Linked DNA regions of Mus musculus: regions 2, 3, 4 and 5 are each linked to region 1. Evidence: chromatin contacts called from public HiChIP or PLAC-seq and promoter capture Hi-C data. All regions are on one chromosome and are shown on one strand. The core of a region is the stretch at or near the end of the contact, and the rest is flanking DNA. Distances in the headings are between cores, read along the strand shown.

Region 1 (3,025 bases), core at 221-2,720:
TTAACTAGTTTACTGTTACATCTGTGTAACAGTACATTTACATGTACATATACATATAAAATGTAGTCAAGAAGCAAGAGCATCAAGTCTAGGTAATAGTTGGGAAGGGAGGAGGAAGGTGCAAACGGGGAAGGATATAGAAGGGGCTTCAAAACTATTGGCAGTATGTCAAGCATCAAGGTTTTGCGGTTAGCCACCCCAAACCTACCAGTTAGAAGTGTGCATTTTCACATGAATGTATAATACAGACAGAGGTGGTCAGGGACAACCTATCTCCATTCAGTCAGAACAGGGGTCTGGCAGAAATCATGGGTTTAAATCTCTGTAGTCACTGAGTATTAGTGGCTGTTAGCTGGGACTTGCAGTGGGACAGAATCTGGGCATGGCCAGAGTCTCTCTGTTCTGCTCCTTACTGCCTACTGGCTGTGTTCTAAGGGAAAGAGCTGGAGGCCAATTTGCCTTCTATCCTGCTATCAGAAGTCTCCTGTGACTCCCCTGCATTCTAGTCATCAAAAAACATACATATTGTGAGGAATATGTAAAGACACACAGGGCTTGGAAACAATATGCAAATAACGCAAAATATTTTTAAAATGAAATTAAGAATATTAGCTGCTCTTGCCAAGGACCTGGGTTTGATCTTAGCCTACCTTGCAAGCGTGAGAAAAGAAGTTACAGCTCAGAGCCCATGTAGAAAATTCGGGTATGGTGGCACCTTTGTAGACTCAGTTCCAGGGATGTGGAGGCAGGTGTATTCCCGAGGTTCGCAATCTGGCCAGCCTTGTCGACTTGACACTTAACTATTTTTAATCTTTAATTTTATTAATCCTAGTTTCTTCTTTCTTTTCTTTTCTTTTTCTTTTTTATGGCTAGGGGTTTGCCAGTATTGTTTATTTATTTTATTATTTTGTAAAGCACTAACTCTGTGATGAAGTCTACCTAGTGTCTGTGCTTACACCTTGCAACAATAAAATAACAAATCCTTCAGGTATTTTACTTAATCTTATTCTTTGCAATTCTTCATCACTCATCTACCAGCATACCGACGCTTAATGAATTCAAAATCATACGCACTCTGTATTAAATGTACAATACCGCTGTGGGGTCAGTAATGCATTTCTTAGCTTCTAGTGCTATAAGGAATTTTTGGAATGTGCGTCATCGTTGTCTGGAGGAAGAAACTTATTTCGACAGGAGAAACTCCCATCTGGGAAAGCTTTGCTTGGCGTACTTCTCCCCGCAGGGTCGCTTTCTGGGTACAGCCTCCGAAAACATTAATTTCACCTTTAGGAAGACACCAACCTGTACTGTAAAACCCCAGATAATCCTCCCTGCGCGACCTCCAGCTCTGCGCCTGCGTAGAACGACCTCCGCGGCCGGTTGACGAGCAGGAACCTCCAAACGGTGGCGCCTTGAGTATCTCGTCTTCCGCCCGGCGGGTTTTACCCGAACACGGAAGGGGCGGACCATGCAGATGAGAATGGAGCTGGTGGAGGTCCTGAAGCGCGGCGTGCAGCAGGTCACCGGCCACGGCGGCCTGCGGGGCCTCCTACGGGTTTTCTTCAGGTAGGAGGCCAGGGCTAGACCCTGGGTCTCTGGGGACGCACCTCCGCTGGCTGCTTTCCTGGAAAGGAGCTCAGATTAGATCACTTTGGAGGTCCAGGGATCCGGTCAAGGACAAGTTCAGTCCCAAGAGTTGAGTTCCTTGGACTGAGACGTCTCTGGGCCCTACTCAGCCCCTAGTGGCGGAGCTGTGACGCAGGTGCTAGGGTAGCCGGGATGCTCCGGGCTCGAGTCCTGGGGTGTAATGAGGCTTAGCATAGCAACCCCTCTACCCCTCACGGTGACCTTGGGCAAGTTTTCCTCTGCACTGTGTACAGTAAGAAGTTGAAGGTGGCGATCATGCTAGTCCCGATTAGCCCCATAAATCGCAGCAAATCCGGAGGACCAGTGAATAATCCAGGGGACACTCGTAATACGAAGATGATGAAGTACTTTGACTGCCTGAAGGTTTTGCTAACTTAGTGTCTCAGGGTGCACGTATCTACATACGTGGACCGTAGCTGGAAAGTAGTGTTTTATATGCAATCTAAGCACATCAGTTGTTTGGTTGATTACCCCCCCCACACACACACACCTGTCTGCATGCTGCTGGGACAACACAGGAGACTCCAGAGCTCTTTGCCAGAAAGTTAATTCGTGAGCGTTGAGTGGCAAGAGCCTTCGGCTGAAGGCTAGAGGTGTACAAGCAGCGAGCATCCCCCGTAGCATCTCGTTCTTGTGTCGATGCAGAAACAGTCGGTGGTACGGTCTGTTTCTGGGTTTGTCTTGAACAGTGTGAATCATTCTGAGATGCCTTTTTTTTCCTCTGTGTACTTCTTAAAGGGCAAATGATATAAGGATTGGTACACTGGTGGGAGAAGACAAATATGGAAATAAATACTACGAAGACAACAAGCAATTTTTTGGTGAGTGCAGTATTTTCTTTTTCTTTTATTTTTTTAAGATTTATTTTATTATTATATGTAAGTACACTGTAGCTGTCTTCAGACACCCCTGAAGAGGGTGTCAGATCTTGTTACAAATGGTTGTGAGCCACCATGTGGTTGCTGGGGTTTGAACTCAGGACCTCTGGAAGAGCAGTCGGTGCTCTTAACCGCTGAGCCATCTCTCCAGCCCAGTATTTATAGATTTTGTGTGTGTGTGTGTGTGTGTGTGTGTGTGTGTGTGTGTGTGTGTGTGTGTATAAATGGATGGGGTTAGGATTCAGAGTCTAGTTTTGACATCATGCATGAACAGATACTAAGTGACTTGGAACGGAAAACTCAATAGGAAATTTAAAACGTGGGCAGAGGGGATGGCTCAGCCAGTTTGGGCACCTGCCACCATACATAGTGACCTGAAGTACACCCTTCAACGACCCCAGACCTCATCTTTCAGGTGAAGAAGCCAAGCCATCTATCACCTCATACTATTCTGTAGAGGTGTGTAAGCCAGACTTATGTGGCTGCAAGTTGGTGCCCCA
Region 2 (3,148 bases), core at 232-2,731, 350 kb after region 1:
CAAGGCAGCCCACTTAGGGTTAGGTGGTCTTACAAGTTGGGTATTCGTGTGGGACAACTATGAGCAGAATTGCTAGGTGTCACAGGGATGCTATGTTAACCCTTTGAGGAATGTCAGGGTTTTCCAGTGGTTGGTCATGAGCATCCCTGCCAGTGTACGTAGGTTGTAGGTGTCCCATCTCCTCCCCACCGCTCCCTGTCTCTTTCTGTCTGCTGAGTAGTATCTCATGGCAATTTTGTGCTGAGAAAATTTTTCTTTCCATGAAAGTTGTCCCTATACACGCTACTAGGTAAAATATCCTTAACTTAATTAACAGTCCAGTACAGATGCACATCCTGTGTCATCCTAGGCAAACGGACAGGACATTCACTCATGGTTCTCCCATGGGGTAGCTGCTGCTTCGTGAGTATGATAGTAGAATATGAACATCTTACCACTGTAGCCAGCTGGAAGCCAAAATAGAATCCATGCCCTCTTCTGAGACAGGCTGCCCAAAGCTGTGAATTCCCTCATCAAGAACAAGTGGCTGAACAAATGCTTGGCACCCAGAGCCAGAATAAAAGCTAGGCAGAATGAATGAATAACTCTAGCTTTGGGAGTCAGGCACAGTTGTCGCGTGGCAGCTTGATCAAGCTACTCAAGGCTGTCGGAACCTTGGTGGTAGTAACTCCGTCAGTCACACGGTGAGATGCGAAGTGCCGGGCTCAGGACAGACACTCAGCTGACGTTAACTCCCTTTCCATATATAGCTTTGTTGTTAGCATCAGATATATTTTTTTTCCCAGATAATGGCAGAGCAGAGGATTCATTGTGTTGTTTAGATATCTTCTCTTTGCAGAGAAATAACGAGCTCTTGGCAAAAAAAAACCTTAGTGCTGGTAGAAATGGATACTGCAATTTGGTAGCTGCTGACTGACACGTGTTTGCCAAACAGCTATTCAGTCTTGAGCAAGCTCACCTAAAAGCGGGGAAAATGGGAGAATCCTGTAGTTTTATCCTCTTTGCCAGGTATTTATTTGGAAACAAATATCTTTGTAAAGTCCCAGCTTAATTTTTTTTTGTGTGAATAAAATGTTGACACGCTTTGGCTTAAGAGTTCAAACTATCCTATGTGAAACTTAAGTGTTAGTCGACACAAAGGTGTCAGACGCTTTCCAAAGGCTCATTGCTTTGATTTTTGATTTTTGGGTTTTTTTGGTTTTTGATTTTTAAGAAAATGTTGGTCTTTTTGTCACTGGAGTCTTTTGGGTTTTTTTTTTGTTTGTTTTTTGTTTTTTTTGTTTTTTTTTTCTTGCCCTGCAGGGAAGTCCTAGTAACAGGCTTCATGTCTGATTGGGTTCCATGGCAACAGAGGTTGTGACTTTATTAAAAGAGAGCCCGAGCATGCCAAGAAAGATAAAAATCAGAACATGGGAGATGTCCGAAGAGATGCATGTGTTCTGAGGGCCGTGTGCCCTGGAATGCAATCGGTTTCTCGTTCGCTGTCCTTGGTCTCCGTTAGCAATATGAGGCCCACAGCGTTGCCCCTGAGGTCACAGGGTTCAGGGCTCTCTCTTTGAAAACACATTTACATGTTTGCTTTTCATTCATTCACTGATCTTGCTTTTAATATCTTTTGATGTATTAGGAAAAATCCAAGCAGTTATGTGAAGAACCTAGGCAGGAAAGGATTCTGGTTTTTAAGGTAGGAGGAGAATATATGGCATCCCTTTTTGGAACTCATTACAGCTGTAAACTGTGCGATGGTGTGGGAGGGCCAATTAGAGGCAATTATAACCAGCTCGAGCTTTCCCTGAGTCAAAGCTTGCTCTGAGCTTTCCAAGCTGGGTCCTGGGAGGGTGGGGCGGAGCAGAGTGCTTCTCCTCCTTGTTTCTCAGTTAGAAAAGCTGATTCTGGTCTACAAGCGGAGCGTCTGTAGCAGGGCTTGCCATCCTTTCTCTCCCGACCACGACCACAAGAGGCTGGCAGTTGCCAGGACCAGAGCTGTTTGGCTCAAAGTGCTAACAGGAGCTGAGGAAACAACGGTGAGGTGGTTGAATCAGCCTGCGCTCCTGCCTTCTTGTTGCTTTCTTTCTCAAGGGTAATCAGTCAGGCCTTTCCCCTCATTCTGATACTGAAAGTGAAAGAAACCGAGGGGCCGGTCAAATCAGACAGGTCACCCTGTCTGTCATCCTCTAAGCCGGTGGGTGGCACGTTCTGACCTGCATCCGGAACTCAGACTTTGTTAGTCACGTACCCACAGCTGCCTCACGGTGAATCAGAAACTTCGCAGATACTTGGACTCTGATGATTAAACATAGCAGGCAGTATTGGTCTGTGAGCAAAGAATGAGCTCACCACGTTCTGGGCCCCCGAGCCATAGTTAATCAGACCTTGGGGAAATTATGTCACTCAGTCAGCCCTGGTTCCGTTCTTCACAATGAGCTCGACCTGAACAGATGCTTCTCAGACTTCCCTGTGTATAATATTACAGCCTGGGCTCCAGCCCAGGACACGGAACCTCCTAGAAATTCTGATTCACTGTCTCGGGTGGGGCAAGGAGGGTTAGAGGCCCCAGGTGATCTCATGAGTAGTTGTTCTGGAAATACCGCTTACCTGGCTCACTGATGGCAAACTAGTTGGAATCAAAACTGGAGGGAGAAGGGAAGCTGTCGGGTATAGATTCCCATTGATCAGGATTAGGCAATGGTGGCCAGGCTCAAAAACAGGGCCCCACTTTCCCAGCTCCCTTCTCGGCTCAAACATAGCTGTCTTCCCTGCCTGCCCCCCACATCTCTAAGGAACCAGAAGGGGCCGAAGTGATGAGAGGCCAGTTGGGTTTGTTCGTTCTCAGTGGCTCACATCCCGGGGCAGGGTAGCTCTGAACACTTACACATTCGTTCCTAGACTCTTGGCTCTCTGCAGTGTTGTCCCCTCAGATAGAAGTGTTCACTAAGGACTTAATTCCAGTGGGCAGGAGGCAGTGGCAGAGACATCGGAATTACCTAGGGAGGTTGTTTGAAAAGAGTGGATCTGAGCCCTAAAGATTCCCCGTCACGCAGAGCCCTGGTTATTCTTTTTAATATGAAGCATTTTTACAAGGAAAACCCATGTTCTTTTGAAGATTTAAAACTAAAGCTATAAGAAACCAGACCCCAACCAGCCCTCC
Region 3 (3,191 bases), core at 500-2,999, 320 kb after region 1:
TACAAACATAGTCATTCCCTAAGGCTCTGCTCAAATATTGGCCTATCACAAAAGCTTCTCTGGACATCATAACTGAAATCACACACACACACACACACACACACACACACATCACAATCTATGCTTTTTGCGTGGAAGAATTTACCTGAAAATCTCTCTGAGCCTGGTGTGTGTGTGTATGCATGCGTTTTGTGTGTGTGTGTGTGTTTGTTTGTGTTTTATTTTAAAGGTTCTTTTCCCCTTTAAGTGGCTTTAAATTAGGTTTCTGATTCTTTTTAAGTTTTAATAATTTACTCTACTTTTGTGGCCACATTTAAGATGTATACTCAGTGAAAAAACGATCAATAAACAAACAATCCTCCCATCTGCCCTGTAGCTGCTCAGTTCTCCTTTCCCAACTTAAGCTGCTTGTTCACTTATTCCTGTAGCTTTTTTTTTATCTTGTCAGAAATGTGCCCTGTGTATATATAAGCACAGGCATATATCTATATTTATGTATATGTATGTATGTATATGTATCTATATTTCTCTATATAGATATGATACACATTGCACTTTCAATAAATGGTAGAACACTATATTCTCCAGCACCTTGCTTTTCTTCACTTAACTATACATGCTAGAAATGACTCCACAGAGGGCCATCGCAACTGCTACACTTGTCTAATACTCCACTAAGTCGACATGCTTGGTTCCCTGGTCTCCTTGTGAGTGAATGACACATAGGTCAGGTTGTCCTCAGTCTTTGAAAAGGCCTCCTATCGAGAGTTCTTTATCTTTCATCAATGCCTCTCACAGGACTATCAGATAGATGTCTTAGACTTCCATCCTGATCTTGTCAACTTCTGGTTCAGGGAGCCCAGCAGCTTGCCAAACACCCACAGAACAAAGCTGAACTTAATGTTGAAAGTACATTCCCCCCACCCCCTACCCCCGACTCTCCGTTCTTCTACCTGATCCCTTTTTGCCTGAAGACACCCACTAAACCGACACCTTGAGGGTCCCCTCCCCCACCCCCACCCAACGCACAGACCTGTTTTCTCTCAGCCAGCTAGGGGGATAAACACCTCCTCCCCTCCCTGTAGGCAGATCACACTGCACTCTGAGCCTGTTAGGATCAGTGATTTAAAACCTGCCAATCCGGTCTCAGGGGCACGTCTCACGAAACCACTGGACCTTGTGTAGTTAATTTGGGGGTTAGGCAACCGATACCGCATTGATTACCAATCAGTACTTTTTCTCTTCAGATTCCAAATTCCTTGTGGGCAGGGAGCACTCGCTGGGACTAGAGAACGCTCAAGTGGAAAGATGTCCCGGTTTCAAAGTAGCTTACAACACAGTGAGTCACACAAGCACAATTAAGATACACAACACAGTGGGAGTGCCGCTCCGTGGAATACTAGATGGGAAAATGCCCCTCCGTCCTGGAATCCTTAGCCCACTGTCCAGGTCCAGGAAAGCTGTCCAGCAAGTAAGTGTGCCTGTTGAGTGAAATATGTATATATATTTCATTAAGGCATCCGGCAACCTCCTGTGTGCTCAAACCCGTCTTTTTTATCACACTCAAGTGGGTCCATAACCTGTGCCAGCGTCGCTCATCTGAGCCGGGAGAGGCGTGGGAGCGCGTGGGCCCCGTTCGCAGGCAGGGAGGGCAGCTGAGCCCGGCACCTGGAGCGGGTCTAGGCGCCGCGCGGGCGCAGGGGCGGGGAGCGGGGAAAGGGGCGGAGACTGTCGCCCGCCTCCCCACCCGGGCGGCGGCGCAGGGCCGCGGGGTGTCGGCAGCAGCTGCAGCGGCCCGCGCCACCCCCTCGGCCGCGGCTCCGGGGCGAGGGTGAGCGGAGCACGGCGAGCAGCTGCCACCCGGCGCCGAGTGGAGCGGCAGCCCCGGAGGACGCAAAGTTGTCAGTCTAAGCGCAGACATGCCGGGCAGCGACACGGCGCTCACCGTGGACCGGACCTACTCAGACCCCGGCCGGCACCACCGCTGCAAGAGCCGGGTGAGGGCGCGCGCAGGGCGGCGCGGGGGTGCGAGTCTGCGTGGGGAGGGCGCGGGCCGGGTCGGCTCGGAGGCTCAGCACCGTAGAACCCAACGCCGGCCTCTCCCGGCCGGGAAGGTCCGGGGAAAACCTGCGGCCCGGGGACGCTGGGCCACCGCTGGAATCGGAGGCTAGCCAGTCCTATTCCACGACGGTGTCGCCGGGCTCTCCTCCCCGCCAGAGAGCGCACGCTGCCTGCCGGGTCCCCGGGACTCCCAGGGTCTGGCTCCCTCCCGGCACAGCCACCTGCAGGGCTCTGCATTGCTGCTGCGTCCCCTGCCTGGCAGCTGAGTCCCCTGCACTGTACGCCCGGGACGCGCTGCCCAGGTCAAAAGTCGATCTCGGCATGGACGCTCCGGAGTTGGGAGCCGTGCAGAGCGGGTGCCTTCGCCACGGTTTGCAGCCTAATTTGCTGTTGCTGATTTTGGCTGTGAGCGAAAATAGCTCTTCTGAGCAAGCTGTGGAGACCGGCCATGGAGGGCTTCACTATAAAGACGGAGGCCACAGCCCCAGCTCTGGGCCCCTCCTGAGGAACACTTTCCCTTTTGGGAAGCTCAAGTGTCCAGCAAGGATGTGACACCCCCCCCCCCATCCCTTCTTTTGACGGACTAAAGTGCCATTTGAAACAGCACCTCCTCCACTCTGGCAGGCGGCACCTGGAGTTGTTCTCTGAGCCTCCCAACTTCTGGCTTGTCCGAGGAACTGGGGATTCGATGTCGGCTTTCTTGTATAAAGTTCGTAGAGATAGACCGGGCAGAGTTTCTACCCTTCCACCTCTAAGATCAAGTTGCGGCCATAAGTGATAGGCATATGCAGGGGTCCCTTATATATAATGTGGGTATGCAGTCACAATTTGAAACAGTAGTCGATTCTCCCAGAAGTGGCATGTTTACCTCATTTCTCTTTTCACTTTAGCGCCTCTTAATCAATTTAGGAAAAATGATTAAAAAAAAAAAACCCACAAATTTAATGAGTTTGGTGGAATCGCTCCTGCATCGACCGACTCTTTCTCGGTTTCATTAGAAGTTTCATAACAGTGCACCAGGAAAGTATTCCCAAACTCCCTAAGAAAAACATTTAGAGTTTTGGTTACCTGCAGTCAGAAGTTTGCTTGGGAGGGCAACTACTCGCGAACCCAGCTGACTGAAGGAAAGG
Region 4 (2,941 bases), core at 236-2,735, 260 kb after region 1:
TGTCACTTCATTATCCTGTTGCTAAGCTGTTAAGCTTAGAATGCAGACTTTAGGCTTAATAATGTAAAAGGTAGTGTCTCCCCAGGGCTGTAAGGAGGGATCTGTGGTTAGTAATACATACTGCATTTGAAGAGAGCCTGGGTTCACATCCCAGCACCCACAAGGTGGCCCACAACAAGCCCAAAGTCTAGTACCAGGGGATCTGATGCCCTCTTCTGGCCTCAGTAGGTACTGCATGCATGCGATGCTCTGCATGCAGACAAAACACCCATGCAGACAAAACACCCATACACAGAAAATAAACAAATCTAAAGAAATTAAAATGCTGGGCATGGTGGTGCACGCCTTTAATTTCAGCACTTGGGAGGCAGAGGCAGACAGATTTCTGAGTTCGAGTCCAGCCTGGTCTACAAAGTGAGTTCCAGGACAGCCAGGAGAAACCCTGTCTCGGGGGAAAAAAAAGAAAAAAAAGAAAGAAAAAGAAATTAAAAGTTTAAATAGCATCTCTATAAGAGTGGGTCCATATTTGCTTTGTAAGGTTTATGTAACTCAACCCATAGGAATTAGCTTAAAGTGCTTAGGAGACAGGAGGCCGAGACCCTTTCCTGGTTCCTTCCATATCCCATGGACTCTGTGGCCGATGCCCTTGGATGACACTCGGGCTAGAAAGTCATAGACAAATTGCATCTTGACGTCAGAACGGATGGGGGAGGAGCACCTGTTGTAGCTTGAGCCATTTCCATCCATTAGCAATAGAAATAGCTTCAGGCAGCAGGCTTGAAGGTTGCCATTTGGCCAGACGCTCTTTTCCCAACAATTCTTTCTTGAATACCTGCCGTGCTCCGGGGGCATGGTGGTAAGCTTTGAGCATGCAATGAACCCAGTGTCCTGAGCTCTGACTTCATGGTTGCCACTTAAGTGAGCCACTGAGTTTCTTTGGACTTTGCTTGAGAGGAGGAGCTCATCTTAACCTCCTAGGATTGCGTTTATGACCTGACATACTGAAAAAGCCCAAGATATTAAATCCCGACGTCTTTAGGTCAGGGTGGCCACACGGCCTTGGATTTTCTAAAACCAGCCTCCTTGCTTACACTCTGTCTTCGTCCACTTGCCCTCAAGTGACCCTCCCTTTGTCCTTTGTCTTATTGTGACCTTGGCATTGTCTGCTCTAAAGAGGACCCCATTTTCCTGATTGCTCAACAATGCTGGCTTCTCTCCTACTTTACACAGTCCTCCTTAAGGGAGAGTCTGAAGATGAAATGACAGAGACGTTTGATTGGACCTTGGAAGGAGAAGAATGTCCACAGATAAAAGATACTGGCAGGGGAAGCAAAAGTAGTTTTCTGCATTAACTACACAAGACAAATCAGATACTCCAATCAACAACACAGAATACAGTTATCATGGGACATCTCTGTCATTTCCTAGAGTCAGAAATAAACAGAGACCAGTTTTGGAGCTGGGCAAGTGGCCAGCCTTGTCGTTGGTGGATCGGAATGAGGCAGGGTCATGCTTGAATAAGGACGCCGGCGGCCAGCTAGAAGCAGCATTCTCTCGAGCACGTGGAAGCAGCTGAGACTTGAAAACACTTGGGGCCAAGCTGTCTGCGCCTGTGGAAGAGAGACCTCCATGTACTCTAAAGACTCGTGACCCTTCACACGCTCCCAGATCCTCTTTTGGTTTTGCTTTATAGCTCATTGTATCAATTTTATGTCTGATCCTATTGGCTGAGGAAGACCCACTACCACCCATGCCCCTGCCCAACTCACTTTCTAATGTCCGGGGAAATCTGTGTCTTTGACTCTGACTGTTCTCTGTCTCTCTCTCGTCATTTATCTGTCTCCAAGCTCCAATTGCACATATGTGTCTACATCACTTGGAGAGTGAAGAAGGACCTCCAGTCTTGTCCCTTAAGTGACTGAGAAGTTCTTGTCTCATTCTTTTTAAATCATACAACACTGACAGAGTGAAAGACTCCAGGGGCCACCTCTTCTTTTCTCTGTCTTGAAAGAAAAAAGAGACTGCAATTAGAAACAGCCAGACTGTAGAGTGTAGGAAATGCTTTCTGTGAAGGGCCAGGTAAGAAATATAATGCTCTAAGGTTTGAGGGCCATGTAGTCTGTCACAACTCCTGAACTTGACTGCATTTCATTAAAGCAGCTACAGGCAAGACTTGAGCACAGATGGGTTTGCAAACTTCATGAATACTGAAATGTTGACGTCATCGGACTCTACATGTCATGAACTCTTTGTCTCCTTCAGCTGTTTAAAAATATGAAAAACATGTTTAGCTTACAGCTCTATAAAAGTAGGTGTGGCAGGGGCCTAGAGAGAGGGATCAGTGGTTAAGAGAACTTGCTAGAGGATCCAAGTTTGGTTCTCAGAACTCATATCAGATGCTTCAAAGCAGCCTCTAATTTGTGCTCCATATTGGATGCTGTATTCTGGCCTCTGAGGGCACCTATACCACCCCCCATACACACACACATGCACAAGCACACACATACACACATATATAAATATATACAAACATATATATGCACACAAGCACACACACATATATACATATGTATATAAATATACACAAACACATATTTATGCACACAAGCACACACACATAAATAAAAATAAAACCTACAGAATAAGGTAGCTGGTGGTTTGGACTTCTGCTATGAGCCATGGTCATTCCTGAGCCCTGGCACAGAAGGAACTTGGAAGTAGAAGAGGGAAGCCTTTTGTTCTGGTTGCAGATTTACTGCTTCTAAGCCTTGGCATCGTCTTAATTCCTAATCTCACTTTCCCCATCTTAAAAATGAGTCCAAAGGGAGCAGGGTGTAAGGTGAGAGTGGAGAGACCTGGGCAAACAAGTCAGTTGTCAAGGTTCACGCCTGCTCTACTGTCCTGCTTGGAAAGCAAACAGATAGTAGAGCTTTGTTCTGGC
Region 5 (3,196 bases), core at 19-2,518, 440 kb after region 1:
CTCTCCCCTGCTGACAAGATCCCCTCTCGTCATTTAAATTGCAGCTTTACATTCATCTCCATTCCCTGCCACACGCTGCCAAATTGGGAAATGTCTATTAGTCACTCTGCAAAAAAAATTTTTTTTGAGTGTCGGCTCTACAGAGCACTGTCATCAGCGCTGCACAGTACACTAATAATTATGACACAGACTTTGTCTTCAGATTCTATTCAAAGGTAATTCTGGAGAGAGAAAGAAACTAAGTGTGTGAAATGACAGGTAGTAAAACTACACAATAAATCACATTTTTAAAAAATCACCATCAAATCCTATTGATGCCCAGTGGGAGGAAAGGAAGATAGCGTTTGGGCAGGGCCATGAACAGATGAACAGGATTTAAATTGGAGGGAAGGAAAGAGGTGGACAATCTAAAATAAAAAATAAATGATGTCTGGATCGCAGGGAGGTCCATGGAAAGGTAAAGCCATTGCGGATGACAGGATGTAAGTGACTGGAATTGAACGGGGGGGGGGGGGGTTGCTCAGTAGCTTCTCAATAACGTAAAAGCGGTGTTAGAAGAGGAACTTGGAAGCCTGGGTCAGGATGAAGAACTAGAAGTCAGAGAAACCAGTCACAAGTCTGGTGTAATGCTGGTACAGAGCACAAGTACAAGTACTCCACAGGGCATTTCCCATCAACCAGCCCCACACAGCAGTGCCCAGGGGCTCCCAACTACCAGGCATTTAACCAACATATAGAAGACATGTTTCAGCAACCATGATTACAAGGATCATAGGACATATGAGCCAGGAAGGGGGACAGAGTCCAGCTATATAATCTTTCAAAATATATATCCTTCACAACATCACACAGTAAAGCCCCGCAAATGATGGATTTCAAAGGATGGGCCCAGGGACAGGCTTGCCAGGGAAAGGTACCTTATTTGGGGATGAAGACAATATTCCCAGGACTATCACAAGCAGGCACATGTCCAGCAAGCAGGAAGGGAGGCCTCTTTTGATACAGAAAGGAACTTTCTCCAGAGCCCCCTTACAGTGAGTGATGTCTTAGCTGGTGTCTCATTGCTATAATGACCACAGCCACTCTTATAGAGGAAAATATTTAACTGTGGCTGGTTTGTAGATTCAGAGGTTCAGTCCACTATCATCAGGGCAGGAAGCATGGCAGTGTGCAGGCAGACAGTGCTGGAGAAGGAGCTGAGAGTTCTACATTTTGGTCCACGGGCAGCAGGGGGACACACTGGCCAGACTTGAGCTTATAAAACCTCAAAGCCCTGCCTCCGCAGTGATGCACTTCCTCCAACGAAGCCACACCCACTCCAACGAGGCCACGTCTCCTAATAGTGACATTTCTTGTGGTCCAAGCATTCACACACATGAGTCTCTGAGGACCATCCCTATTCAAACCAACACAAGTGATCACTCTTCAGTGTCAACTTGACTGGGTTTAGAATTACCTGGAATATATACCTCTGGGTGTGCCTGGGTGGATACTTCCAGAGAAGTTTAACTGAGGAGGGAAAACCTACCCTGAATGTGTGTAATACCATCCCTTGGGCTTGGATCCCAGACTGAATGAAACCTGGGGGAAAAAGAGCAAACTTAAAAGCAACCATTACCTCTCTCGGCTTTTTCACTGTGGATACAGCATATCCAGCTGCCTTGAGCTCCCGCCACCACGCCATCCTTTCTTGATAATCTGTACCCTCAAACTGTTCCTTAAGAATCTTCTGCCACAGCTGGGCGGTGGTGGCGCACACCTTTAATCCCATCACTTGGGAGGCAGAGGCAGGCAGATTTCTGAGTTCGAGGCCAGCCTGGTCTACATAGTGAGTTCCAAGGACAGCCAGGGCTATACTGAGAAACCCTGTCTCAAAAAAACCCAACCCCCCAAAAGAGAGAGAGAGAGAGAGAGAGAGAGAGAGAGAGAGAGAGAGAGAGAGAGAGAGAGAGAGTCTTCTGCCACAACAGTAAGAAAAGCAATGAGTAAGCCCATCAGGCTTCTTAGAGCCCTTTCCTTGCCATTGGTAATCCGTCATGCTGGGCTGCAAGAGAAGCTGAGAGAGCAGACATTGCAGACTGTACACCGGAAGTGTGATGTTGACCACAGGGGAGGAAAGGGAAGGGGTTTTACCCCGCCCCCCCCAAAAAAAAACTCAGTGAAATACTAAACACAGACTTATTTTGCAGACATTGTTTCAGGTTCAAATGACTTCCGAATGACTTCTAGTACATTAAGCAAGGTAGAAATGACCCGTGGAGGGGGGTTTGGGGGGAGAATACGTCTCCCATTCCAGAATCTTCCAATTCCATCCCTCCCTGCAGCAGCACTAGATCTTGGTTGGAAACCTTGTTAAAAGGTTTAATAAGGAAATGCTCTGCTGTCTGGAGTCAGGGAGAATGTGAAGTTTAACTTCTGTCTGGGAAGTGGCAAACTGTAAGAAAGTTGACTTTGAAATTTGTCAGATAGGTCAGGCCTATTTGTAGCTTTTTAAAAAAGGCCCGAAATCATGGGGCTGACAGGAAGCGAAAGGGAAGCAGAAGCAGCCTGCTCCTCATCCCTAAAATTGCATCAAGTCCAAGTCTTAGAATAAAATAATTTTCATTTTCTTATTTCTTATCCTAGCCAGCATTTGGATCTAGACTTGAGTTCCTTGGGGGGACACATCGTCATTATGCAAGATAGGAAAAGGAAAGAAGCCCATGATTTTTTAATGCTATATTTATGAACCAAATAAATATGTAATTATAGCTAGAAACAGGGAAAGGGCAGGCAGTAGGAAGCAACTGGAAAAACTGCTGGCGTGGTGTATTAGTTGCTCTCTTTGTTGCTCGCACCAAAATGCCTGACAAGACACGAGGGGTGGGAGAGATGGCTGAGAGTTAAGAGCAAGTGTGGCTTTTCCAGAAGACCTGGACATGGTTCCTAGGACCCAGGGGACCCACCACTGCCTGTAATGCCAGCTCCAGAGAATATGATGACATCTCTTCTGGCCTCTGCAGGCATGGGCACACACATAGTAAACACACAGAGAGACATACACACCTACACATAAATCAGAATAGATAGATAGATAGATAGATAGATAGATAGATAGATAGATAGAAGAGAAGCAATTTAAATAAGGAAAGCTTTCCGAGGACTCACAGTTTATGAAGAGAGTCCACAAAAGCTGGGAAGGTATAGTGGGAGGAGG

What was found. Promoter capture Hi-C pulls out the DNA fragments that hold promoters and counts their contacts. HiChIP or PLAC-seq counts read pairs in DNA pulled down with a chosen protein or histone mark.
Region 2: a promoter capture Hi-C map of the HPC-7 cell line shows a contact between it and region 1, with 2.5 times the contacts expected there. The contact joins the enhancer-like site here to the promoter of Ndufa12 in region 1. A contact is called at or near these places in 4 of 39 promoter capture datasets (the 3T3-L1 cell line, the HPC-7 cell line, hippocampal neurons and 1 more), 1 of 484 Hi-C or Micro-C datasets (bone marrow-derived macrophages), 4 of 115 datasets of contacts at active chromatin or transcription factors (bone marrow-derived macrophages, memory CD8 T cells, neural tube and 1 more) and 2 of 9 other capture datasets (adipose tissue and liver).
Region 3: an H3K4me3 HiChIP or PLAC-seq map of neural tube shows a contact between it and region 1, with 5 times the contacts expected there. The contact joins the promoter of Tmcc3 here to the promoter of Ndufa12 in region 1. A contact is called at or near these places in 3 of 39 promoter capture datasets (the 3T3-L1 cell line, hippocampal neurons and pre-B cells), 5 of 484 Hi-C or Micro-C datasets (cortical neurons, embryonic stem cells, nephron progenitors and 2 more), 6 of 115 datasets of contacts at active chromatin or transcription factors (SST interneurons, bone marrow-derived macrophages, embryonic forebrain and 3 more) and 3 of 9 other capture datasets (adipose tissue, macrophages and pancreatic islet).
Region 4: a contact with region 1 is called in a promoter capture Hi-C map of liver, with 2.1 times the contacts expected there. The contact joins the enhancer-like site here to the promoter of Ndufa12 in region 1. A contact is called at or near these places in 5 of 39 promoter capture datasets (3T3-L1-derived adipocytes, hematopoietic stem and progenitor cells, hippocampal neurons and 2 more), 1 of 484 Hi-C or Micro-C datasets (cerebral cortex), 1 of 115 datasets of contacts at active chromatin or transcription factors (bone marrow-derived macrophages) and 1 of 9 other capture datasets (macrophages).
Region 5: a contact with region 1 is called in an H3K4me3 HiChIP or PLAC-seq map of bone marrow-derived macrophages, with 3 times the contacts expected there. The contact joins the enhancer-like site here to the promoter of Ndufa12 in region 1. A contact is called at or near these places in 4 of 39 promoter capture datasets (the 3T3-L1 cell line, the HPC-7 cell line, hippocampal neurons and 1 more), 2 of 484 Hi-C or Micro-C datasets (B cells and cortical neurons) and 4 of 115 datasets of contacts at active chromatin or transcription factors (bone marrow-derived macrophages, embryonic basal ganglia, forebrain and 1 more).

The regions. Positions count from the first base shown.
Region 1 is chr10:94,197,565-94,200,589 of GRCm38.p6, forward strand. Ndufa12 (NADH:ubiquinone oxidoreductase subunit A12) reads left to right here and starts at 1,471. Exons shown (of 4, transcript NM_025551.4): 1 at 1,471-1,566; 2 at 2,386-2,468. The coding sequence starts at 1,481.
Region 2 is chr10:94,543,545-94,546,692 of GRCm38.p6, forward strand. The region is part of intron 1 of Tmcc3 (transmembrane and coiled coil domains 3); the gene reads left to right. Among named protein-coding and RNA genes, the nearest start is that of Gm40743, 30 kb to the left of the region's middle. Within about 2 kb of position 1,482, at least 300 of the 459 cell types and tissues checked have an H3K27ac peak or open chromatin away from gene starts, as enhancers often do. A contact at or near this core is called in the HPC-7 cell line, adipose tissue, bone marrow-derived macrophages and 4 more, where this site is marked.
Region 3 is chr10:94,513,108-94,516,298 of GRCm38.p6, forward strand. Tmcc3 (transmembrane and coiled coil domains 3) reads left to right here and starts at 1,750. Exons shown (of 4, transcript NM_172051.3): 1 at 1,750-1,997. The coding sequence starts at 1,920. Gm40743 (a long non-coding RNA gene) reads right to left here and starts at 1,772. Exons shown (of 3, transcript XR_871960.2): 1 at 1,581-1,772; 2 at 1,225-1,481.
Region 4 is chr10:94,461,381-94,464,321 of GRCm38.p6, forward strand. It overlaps a transcript of Tmcc3 not described here. Among named protein-coding and RNA genes, the nearest start is that of Gm32827, 36 kb to the left of the region's middle. Within about 2 kb of position 1,486, at least 54 of the 459 cell types and tissues checked have an H3K27ac peak or open chromatin away from gene starts, as enhancers often do. A contact at or near this core is called in liver, where this site is marked.
Region 5 is chr10:94,638,188-94,641,383 of GRCm38.p6, forward strand. No RefSeq gene overlaps it. Among named protein-coding and RNA genes, the nearest start is that of Gm32898, 16 kb to the left of the region's middle. Within about 2 kb of position 1,269, at least 30 of the 459 cell types and tissues checked have an H3K27ac peak or open chromatin away from gene starts, as enhancers often do. A contact at or near this core is called in the HPC-7 cell line and bone marrow-derived macrophages, where this site is marked.